3 separate regions of the Mus musculus genome follow, and all the other regions are linked to region 2. A link is a contact called in public Hi-C data. All regions are on one chromosome and are shown on one strand. Each heading gives the region's core, a stretch centred on a gene start, on an enhancer-like site or on the middle of the called end of the contact. The rest is flanking DNA. Distances are from core to core; before and after follow the strand shown.

Region 1 (2,996 bases), core at 30-2,529, 110 kb before region 2:
TAAACATCCCTCAGGATGCGTTGATCACTCAAGCATTTTCTTCCATTATCTAAGACTTTTCTTAATTTTTAGTGTAAAACCTGGCAGTTTATTTGGAACCTGGTGTTTTCCACATCTCCAACATCAGAATGATGGATCCTAGTCCCCCACCTACTCTTCTGCTTACAGCCACATCAGTGGCACTCCTGTTTCAACTAGGGAAATTTAGTCCATTTGCATTTATGATAATCAATGTCATTTATGATAATCAATAATCAGTAATGCTATCACACTCTCAGCTTTTCCTAGCCACAATGCGTTCCTGGGGAGTTGGGGAGGGCTGGCTGCTACATCCCAAGCACCTTACACACTTCCCCTTCACCTGACCAATCTTCTCCTGCTTTTCTAAATACAGGTTTCTCAAGGGAAAGGTAAGAGGAATTTTTCTTATCTGACTTTAGCTGATACTGCCACCTGACCTGACTCTGCCAACTCAAAGTCTGGAGCAAATTCTGAACAGAGTTTTGATCCCTATGATTTCCAAAGACAGTTGCAGTGAATATTATTGTGAGCAGGAAAAGGGGCAGTTAGCTCTAACTCCACAGTGCATAAGAATATACACTTTTATTTAGTATATATATATATATATATATATATATACACACACACACACACATATATAACCTGAGAGTTGTGCTGCTTTAAACTAGCAGGTTCTAATGTACCTTAAGTTTTTAACGGTATAACAGAATGCTATAACAAAATAAATGCAAAAGAGCTAGAAACAAAAACACATGGATGTGTTTAATTGTGCTAAAGTTGGTATTAACTGCTCCTGCTGGTGGGTACCACCCACACCACATTCATCTTTTCATTATTAACTTCAATTTACAAGTTCATATAAAACATTTCAAAATACTAAATTCTCAAAGAACCACACGTTTTCCTGTTTTCATACAGTTATCACTACTATATATTCATTTAGTGTCTGTCTCATATGCTAAACAATGAACTCTATAAAGGCAGAATTCATCTTATATCCTATATCCACGGGACTCCCAAAGCCTAACACAGTCACAGCCAAATATCACTTGGTGAATGCACCATTTTTCAAGGTCTACAGAGTTTGAAGCCAGTCAGAACTACAAAGTGAGACACTGTAAAATTAAACAAACATCTTAAATGACAACACACTAAATTCTCTAGTTAAAAAAAGTGACTGAGCTCGGCATGGTGGAGCAGGCCTTTAATCTCAGCAAAGGCGAGTGGATCTGAGTTCAAGGCCAGTTTGGCCTACATAGTTCCAGGACAGTCCCTCTTCAAACAAACAAGAAGAGTAACTGAGTGAATTACAAAATCCAAACACATACAGCTGCTACTACTTCTTTTTGGTTTGTTTGAGACAGCCTCACTTGGTGGTCCAAGCTCACCTAAATGACAATTCTGGCTCAGACTCTTCACTGCTGGGACTGAAGGTGTGGACCACCCCAATTAGATCCTAAGAGCTGCTTCTAAGAAATTCATTTTACCTCTAAGGACAAAATGCAAGGTGAAGCAATGGAATAAGATACTCTAGGCAAAGAGAAGTAACAGAAAACAGTAGCCATACTTCTGTCAGATGAAAGGGACTTTAAGTCAAAAGCAGTAAAGAGAGGCAGGAGCACTATGCAGTGCTAAAGAGTCAACTCAGAAAACAATTCAATATCATCTGAGCATCCTAATATGCAAAACACGTCCTCTAGGTATTCTAGACCTAAGTGAGATCAACTCCAACACAGTAACACAGGACTCTAATGTCCCACTTTGTGTAGTTGACAGGATAGCCAAGAAAAACTCAATACAAAATCAGAAGTCAAAAGGTACCCTAGACCAAACTAGCCTAGCAGACAACTACAGAACCTCAGAACCTTCTACACAACAGCATGTGGAATATTCTCCAGGGTATGGCTGAACTACCTAGTAGGCCACAAACCAATTCTCAATAATGTATCTTCCCCCTTTTCTTAGTTTGATAAAGGTCTCACTTATTATTCTGGGCTGTCCTCAAAGTTGTTATTAATCTGAGGACGACCATCTAAAGCTTCTGTCACCACCCTGGTACTGGGATTAGAAGAACATGCAATTGGATCTTGGGGGGGGGGGGGCGGGTGCCATGTTGCAACAAGGCAACAAGCACTATCTCTCAAATAAGCTCTACCCCTAGCCCCTCAATTAAAAAAAAAAAAAAAAAACAAAATCTTTTTTTTTTAAAAAAGATTTATTTATTTATTATATGTAAGTACATTGTAGCTGTCTTCAGACACTCCAGAAGAGGGAGTCAGATCTCGTTACGGATGGTTGTGAGCCACCATGTGGTTGCTGGGATTTGAACTCAGGACCTTCGGAAGAGCAGTCGGGTGCTCTAACCCACTGAGCCATCTCACCAGCCCCGACAAAATCTTCTTTTTTTTTTTTTTTTTACAAAATCTTATCTTTTTCAGTCACAATACAATAAAACTAGAAACTAGTAGCAAGAAACAACTAGAGACTAAATAACTATACAAAATTAAACAGCTTAGTTCTAAACAATCAAATGGATCAAAAGAGGAAAAATTTTCTTTAAAAGGGGGGAAATAAAAACACAGCAAACCTATGGACTACAGGAAAGCTGTACTGAGATTTCAGCAATCAGTACTTACGTTAAAATAAGACCAAAAAAAAAAAAGAAAAAAAAACCCTGCAAACATCCATTCTTATCTCAAAGATCAAGAAAAGCAAAAACAAAAAGCACCCAACTTTAGTAAATGGAAAGAAAAATAGGTACCACAGTAGAAATAAAGAAATAGAGTTGGTTTTTGTTTGTTTTTTTTGTTTAAATGTACAAAGTTTTTCAACAGACAAAAATGGGCATCCTCCTAAGTAGATTAATAAAGTAGTCATGGGCCAACTAGATGGTTCAGTACTGCAGCACTTGCTGCCGTGTCTAAAGATCTGAATTCAACTCCTGGAACTCACGACGGAGAAGCACTATGTCCTGC
Region 2 (2,988 bases), core at 355-2,854:
TGTTGTGAGATGACCATGTGCTTGTGAATGCTGGGTAAGTGCTCTGCCACTGAGCTACATCCCTAGCCCCTGCTTTGTTGTCGGTGTAGGCAAAGCCTCAGGCTGACCTCAAACTCTCTAAGTAGCAGTGGACGACTTTGAACTCCTGGTCTTGCTTCCACCTGCTGAGTACCAGGGTTACAATGTATCCGTGAGCACACCTGCTTTTATGCAGCTGCTGGGAATTCAACCCAGGCCTTTGTACCTGCTAGGCAACCTCTCTACCAACAGAGTTACATCCTCAGCCCACCCTCTATGCCTTGTTTCTATTTTTCACATGTATTCACTTCTTTGGCATGGACTGTCCCTCTACCCTGTAGGTTTCAGGGATGGGATTGAGGTTTCAGCCTCGGCAACAAGTACCCTTTCCCTTTGAGCCATCTCAGCACCCTTCCTGTGTTTTGAAACACTCTGTGTATGGAGCTAGACCACCCTTCCTCCTCCTCTTTGCAACATCAAAAACATTTCACTCTACTTAGGAAGAGAACAGCACTCACACGTCTTGAGTGTGGAGGGAGGGAGGTGACCAAATTAGAATCTTGCTCCTGTCACCTCCCACTCAACAGCAGCTGCCCTGGCTGGCTTTCAAGGCTGCCTCAGCCCTAGCTCTGGCGGCTTCAGCAGTAACTTGAAGATCGAAAGGGGGCAGGGGAAGGGAGAATTTGAAGAGCCCTACATTATATAACAGCAGAGGCAGGAAACCCTGAAATAACTGGGCCAGTGGCCAGATCCAGATTTCTCAAGGCTTCACCATCCCTCTTCCCAGCCCACCAGTTCCAGAGACTTTTCTGCATCCTTAGCCCGGGCCACCCATGACAACCAAACTGTCATAGCACAAGTGTGGCAGTCAGAGGACAACTTATGAGAATCTGTTTTCTCCTCCCACCATGTAGGTCCTGGAATCAAACTCATATCCTCAGGCTTAGTGGCAAGCACCTTTGCCTGCTGAGCCCTCTCGACATCTCCCATTGGTTTATATCACTAAGCTCTTTTTTTTGGACCAACTACAGCCTAAGGCACTACACACATTTCTGTGCTTCATGCCTAAAGAGACTGAAACATCTGGATTTAAAAAGATAAATAACAACATGAACCTTGGAGCTATACGTAAAAATATTTTATCTTATGCAGATGAGTGTTTTGTATTTTATCTGTATATATGTATGTGCACTCCATCCATACCTGCATCCAAGGAGGCCAGAAGAGGGCAGCAGACTCCCTAGAACTGGAGCTAGAGACAATTGTGAGTCACAATGTGGATACTGGGAATCAAGCTTTAGTTCTCTGCAAGAACAAGTGCTCCTAACTGATAATGTATTTTAACCAATAAGAGAGATGCTATTTCTGTTACTGTTTTGTTTTGTTGGCTGGGTGCTTGTTTGTTTGATTGCTTTTAAAAACAGAGTCTCACTATATAGCTCTGGTTGCCCTAGAATTCACTACATAGACCAGGCTGGCCTCAAACTCACAGAGATACAACTGCCTCTGCCTCCCAAGTGCTGGGGTTAAAGGGTGTCACTATGCCTGGCTGAAAAGCTGTTTGTGAAGGCATCTTTGCGTTGAGCCTGCCAGGCAAGATCCACTAAGCAGGAACACCCATTTACAGCACTGCTGCTATCAGGCAGGGCAAAGCAGGCATGTTTCCAAATCTCTTCTGCATTAAATGCTTCCATTCTTGGAATATCTTCAGGAAGAGCAGGGACAAAGGGCTCAGGGCTGCCTGGTCACAGAGACTCTCCAGACTGTCGGGTGTGTAATGAATGAACTCAAACTCTGTGGTGACAAAAAACAAAAAAACAAAAACAAAAACAAACCGAAGATTTGCACTTTGACCATTGTTTTGACCTCAGAGGAATGAGGACTTTGGACTATAGTGACTTTATTTCAGATCCATAATTTCCAATAAAGATTAACTTGGGCTTCCTCAGTTGGGGACTGTCTCATTTAGCTTGACTGAAATGAAATGAACGCAGCCAAGTCTGTGCTCCTTGTGTGTATTTGTTTGGGTTTTGCTCCTACAATGGAATACCAAAGGCTGGGTCCTTTATACAGGAAAGAGGTTTGTGTACCTAAGAGGTTTGGCATTTCAAGGGTCTAACAGTGGTATTGCCTTAGCTCTGGTGATGATCTTGTGGCGGAGAATAGGAAGAGAATCATGCAGAGAGACAGGGTTTTAAAAGAAAAAAAGAAGGGACTGGAGAGATGGCTCGGTGGTTAAGAGCACTTGCTGCTTTTCCAGAGGACCTGTGCCCTGTCTCCAGCTCCCACACAACGGCTCACAACCATCCATAGCTCCAGCTCTAGAGGAGGATCCAGCACCCTCCTCTGGCCTCCCTGAGCACCAGGCATAGATCTGTGCTCTCCAGACATACACACACAGGCGAACACCATACATAAAAGTTCGTTTGGAAAAAAAAAAAAAAGAAAGGAAGAGAAAAGGAGCCAGTAACGACCTCTCAAGTCGCCTCTTGATGGTCTCACTACCTCTTAACACTGTCACCTGAGGGAAGAAGCTTCTAACATGTGAATGTTTAGGGAGATACATTGTATCGACTGTTTAGGGAGACACATTGTATAATCCACATCAGCATCACAGCATCAGAGGATGCCTGGGGTCTACTGCCCTGACTAAAGCAGCATCATCCACACCATGCCCTAATGGCTTACCTAACTAATCTCTATGTGTGAGTAGACACATCTCTTTATGAGACTTTGTAGAAGACCTTGGATTTACCAGGCCTAGTGGTGCACGCCTCTGATTCTCAGCCCTCAGGAGATGGAGGCGGGAGAATCAAGAGTTCAAGGTCATCCTCAGCTACCTAACAAGGCCACTTTATTCTAAAAAACAAAATCAAAACAGCGCCAGCAAGATGGCTCAGCTGTGGGGCTGAAGGAAAGGCTCGGCAGTAAAGAGTCTGAACTGCTTTACAGGACCAGAGTTCAGAGGAC
Region 3 (3,118 bases), core at 388-2,887, 95 kb after region 2:
CTAGTGCCTGTCAAGTTGACTATGAATATAAAGCATCATGCGAAGGCCCCTGCTTCTTATTATCCAGGAAATGACACAACATTCATCCAGAAGGCCAAGGGATAGTTAATTATTATAATTAGTATATTTAGCAATTATTCTAATAAAAAATCTCATTAGCAATCATTGTAATCTAAGAACTATGTGGGCTTTTTTTTTTTTTTTAATTCAGCTAACTCATTTATTTGGGGGCCGTGGCACACTTGTGCGGCCGGGGGATGACTTGGCAGGAGGAGGTTGTCTGTGTCCACTCTGTGGCTCCCAGGAATTGAACTCTGGTCTTCAGGCTTGGCGCCAAGGACCTTTACCTGCTGAGCCAGCATGGGAGCCACAAAAGAGCTATTTACAAAGGGAGAGTTTTGGCAAACTAACTTTTCCACAGAGTGGAGATCAATTCCTTGCCTCTCCTTAATTCTTTGCCGGTGCCTTATTTTCTTGATCCTAAAGAGATTTTTAATATATTTTGACAATTATTTTAAGAGAGAGAATGAATGTCTGTGTGTCAGTCAATACACTTGAGCATAGAGCCTTTGGAGATCGGAAGAGAGAAAGTGAGTGCAGACATGTCTGTGTGTTTGTGTGTGTGCAAGTGCATGTGTGTGTATCTGGGTTTGTGTGGGTTTGTGTGTGTATGTATGTGTATGTGTGTGTTTGGGTTTGTACACATGATTGCAGTGACCTCAGAGGTCAGAAGAGAGTGTCAGTCAGATCTCTCAGATCTCCGTCGGGAGCTGGAGCCACAAGCAGTTGTAAGTGTCCCACATGGGTGTGAAGAATGGAACATAAGTCCTTTGCGAGAGCAGTAGCCACTCTGAAACAATGAGCCTTCAGCCTTCGAGAGAACTTCTAAATGTCTGAGGAACAGGAAAGGTTAAAGCCAGGAAAGATGGCCGGCAGCTGTAACCCAGGCAGGCACTAAGGAGGTTGAGGCAGATGGGGTCTGAAGAGAGCTTGAGCTACGCAGGGAGCTTAAGGCCAGCCCGCCTTAGACCTTCTCCCAACCCCTATGAGAGAGTCCCTAAAGTAAGACTCAAAGGTAGCTGCGACCATATCTAGTCATAAAACTAAACTCTGGCAGCTAGAAGGAACCCATCCCCCTACGTTTTTATGTTTATTTGCTTATTTATTTTTGATTCTGTAAGATGAGTTTCTTCACATAGTCCAGGCTGACCTAGGATCTGCTATGTAGCCCAGGCTGGCCGCAGACTCATGATCTCCTGCCTTCTCCTTTGGAACACCAGAGCTGCAGGCATGAGCCCCGACTCCCAGCTGCTGCCAGGTTCCCTGCCTGGGAGCCTCTGTGGCTCTGACCCAGTCTAGGCACAGCCATTCCCTCATAACCTGAAGACATGGCCATCAGCGACGTGACACAGAACACAAGCCAAAGTGGCAAACACGCAGGACGGCCTCATGTCTTTTACAGACGTCAAGGGCTCTACACACATCTGGAAGTTCAGGCTTGGCCCTTGAGAACCGCGTACTCACGCGCTCCAGGAGGCAGACTGCGGCAGGATTGCCCCGGAAAGCTGTCGCAGTGAACGCATCTGCTATGAAGATTGGGAGCTTCATTTTCCTCGCTGGCTTTGTCTGAGGGCTCCCTGCCCTGCTCGGAGCCCGCTTCACTTCCAGCTGTTGAAAAATAAGTTAAAGTTTTACTGGTGCAGACGTGCAGTTAATGGTTCCCAGACCAAAAGCCAAACAACCGTGCCAATATGGTTACCTTTAGAGATACCAATCCTCTAACAAGTTTTAGCATTTGTATTGGATGTCCTTTGACCTTTGCAGAGTAGCTCAGTGAGGGGCAGGTAAGCACTTGCTTGGCACGCACAAAGCCCGGGCTCTATTCCCCATCGACCCTTACACAGGGCATGGTGGCACACATCTGTGATCCTAGCGCAACGAAGCAGAGGCAAGAACAGAAAGGCTCAAGGCCATCCTCGGCTACACAGGGAGTTCCAAGCCAGCCTGGGATACAGGAGACCCCGTCTCAAAGCAATAAAAGTTTACCAACTTACACAGTATATGAACATTTACTGTGCTTATTAATCTGACTGATAAAAAGCAATCATTGGGTTTTCATTGGCAGAAAACATCACGTCACCCTCTTCTTACCACATCTTAATTTAAAAAAACAAAACAAAACAAAAACTGGGTCTTACTATGCAGCCTTTATTGAACTGGATCTTAAGGCTGGCCTTGAGCTCAGAGATCTGCCTACTTCTGCCTTCCCAGTCCTGGGATTAAAGTCCCATGCCACCACAACCAACTTACCTTTTCCCCTTTTGAAATCACATAGCTGCTAGAGGAGCCCCTGGCACACCATATCTATTAAAGTGATTTAAGAAGTAATTACTGGGCTCACATCCAACTGGAGCGTGGAGGACAAACAGGAGGATTTGTTGTCAAGTGTCATCTGCGAGGACGTGTCTCCATCGACAGCAGAATCGTTCTTCTCACTGCGTTTCAGGTTGTTTATGCGGTTGTTTGGAGATTTCATTGTAAATCACCATTGTTCTATCAGATAGCAGGAGTCAGCACAGAAAGGAAACAAAGCTCCTATTTTGACACAGGTTCCCTTTTGCAAGGCTGGAATGGAGCCCAGGCCTCACACGTGACTGGTAAATGTTCTAGGTTATCTTGTTTACCTGATCTGTGGGCCCCGGGATCTTGACCTCGTTGGCCGTGACCTCTCTGTGGAACCTACACAGGTCTTCAGCCTCCTGCCCCGGCTGCTGAATAGCTAGGATTAGGCTCTGTCTCCCCCTGGCAGTGGGCTTCACAAGCTTGTGAGCCAGGCTCAGTGGAATCTGGAGACTGCAACAGGCCTGCCTTGAGTTCAAGGCCAGCCTTGGGATATGTAAAAGTAGCTTTTATTCACCTGTTGTAATTGTCATCTCAGAGGCTTACTGCCTCAGTCTGCTTACCCAGGTCTAGGCCTGGAAGCTTCTAGCTTCCATACAATCTAATTGAGGCCTAGAATGTTTTCAGCCTCTGAGACTGGCTGCTGAATAAGTTCACAACTTTCTTGTTCTCTCTGAATTCTAGCTGGCTGGTTCAACTCAGCTGTTCTGGCTCAAAC

What was found. Hi-C and Micro-C count contacts between places; a contact is called where the count stands out from the background.
Region 1: a contact with region 2 is called in a Hi-C map of liver, with 4 times the contacts expected there. The contact joins two enhancer-like sites. A contact is called at or near these places in 1 of 39 promoter capture datasets (the C10 cell line), 5 of 15 datasets of contacts at CTCF or cohesin (CD8 T cells, the NIH/3T3 cell line, embryonic stem cells and 2 more), 97 of 484 Hi-C or Micro-C datasets (3T3-L1-derived adipocytes, the 63-12 cell line, B cells and 43 more), 15 of 115 datasets of contacts at active chromatin or transcription factors (acute myeloid leukemia, bone marrow-derived dendritic cells, embryonic stem cells and 8 more) and 4 of 9 other capture datasets (adipose tissue, embryonic stem cells, liver and 1 more).
Region 3: a Hi-C map of liver shows a contact between it and region 2, with 1.9 times the contacts expected there. The contact joins the promoter of Pbld1 here to the enhancer-like site in region 2. A contact is called at or near these places in 3 of 39 promoter capture datasets (the 3T3-L1 cell line, embryonic stem cells and liver), 2 of 484 Hi-C or Micro-C datasets (the HL-1 cell line and liver) and 2 of 9 other capture datasets (adipose tissue and pancreatic islet).

Annotation. Positions count from the first base shown.
Region 1 is chr10:63,266,389-63,269,384 of GRCm38.p6, reverse strand. The region is part of intron 4 of Herc4 (hect domain and RLD 4); the gene reads right to left. Among named protein-coding and RNA genes, the nearest start is that of Gm51767, 9.4 kb to the left of the region's middle. Within about 2 kb of position 1,279, at least 3 of the 459 cell types and tissues checked have an H3K27ac peak or open chromatin away from gene starts, as enhancers often do. A contact at or near this core is called in granulosa cells and liver, where this site is marked.
Region 2 is chr10:63,154,802-63,157,789 of GRCm38.p6, reverse strand. The region is part of intron 6 of Mypn (myopalladin); the gene reads left to right. Among named protein-coding and RNA genes, the nearest start is that of Mypn, 48 kb to the left of the region's middle. Within about 2 kb of position 1,604, at least 40 of the 459 cell types and tissues checked have an H3K27ac peak or open chromatin away from gene starts, as enhancers often do. A contact at or near this core is called in granulosa cells and liver, where this site is marked.
Region 3 is chr10:63,060,108-63,063,225 of GRCm38.p6, reverse strand. It overlaps Pbld1 (phenazine biosynthesis-like protein domain containing 1), which reads right to left and starts at 1,637. Exons shown (of 9, transcript NM_026701.3): 1 at 1,525-1,637. The coding sequence starts at 1,608.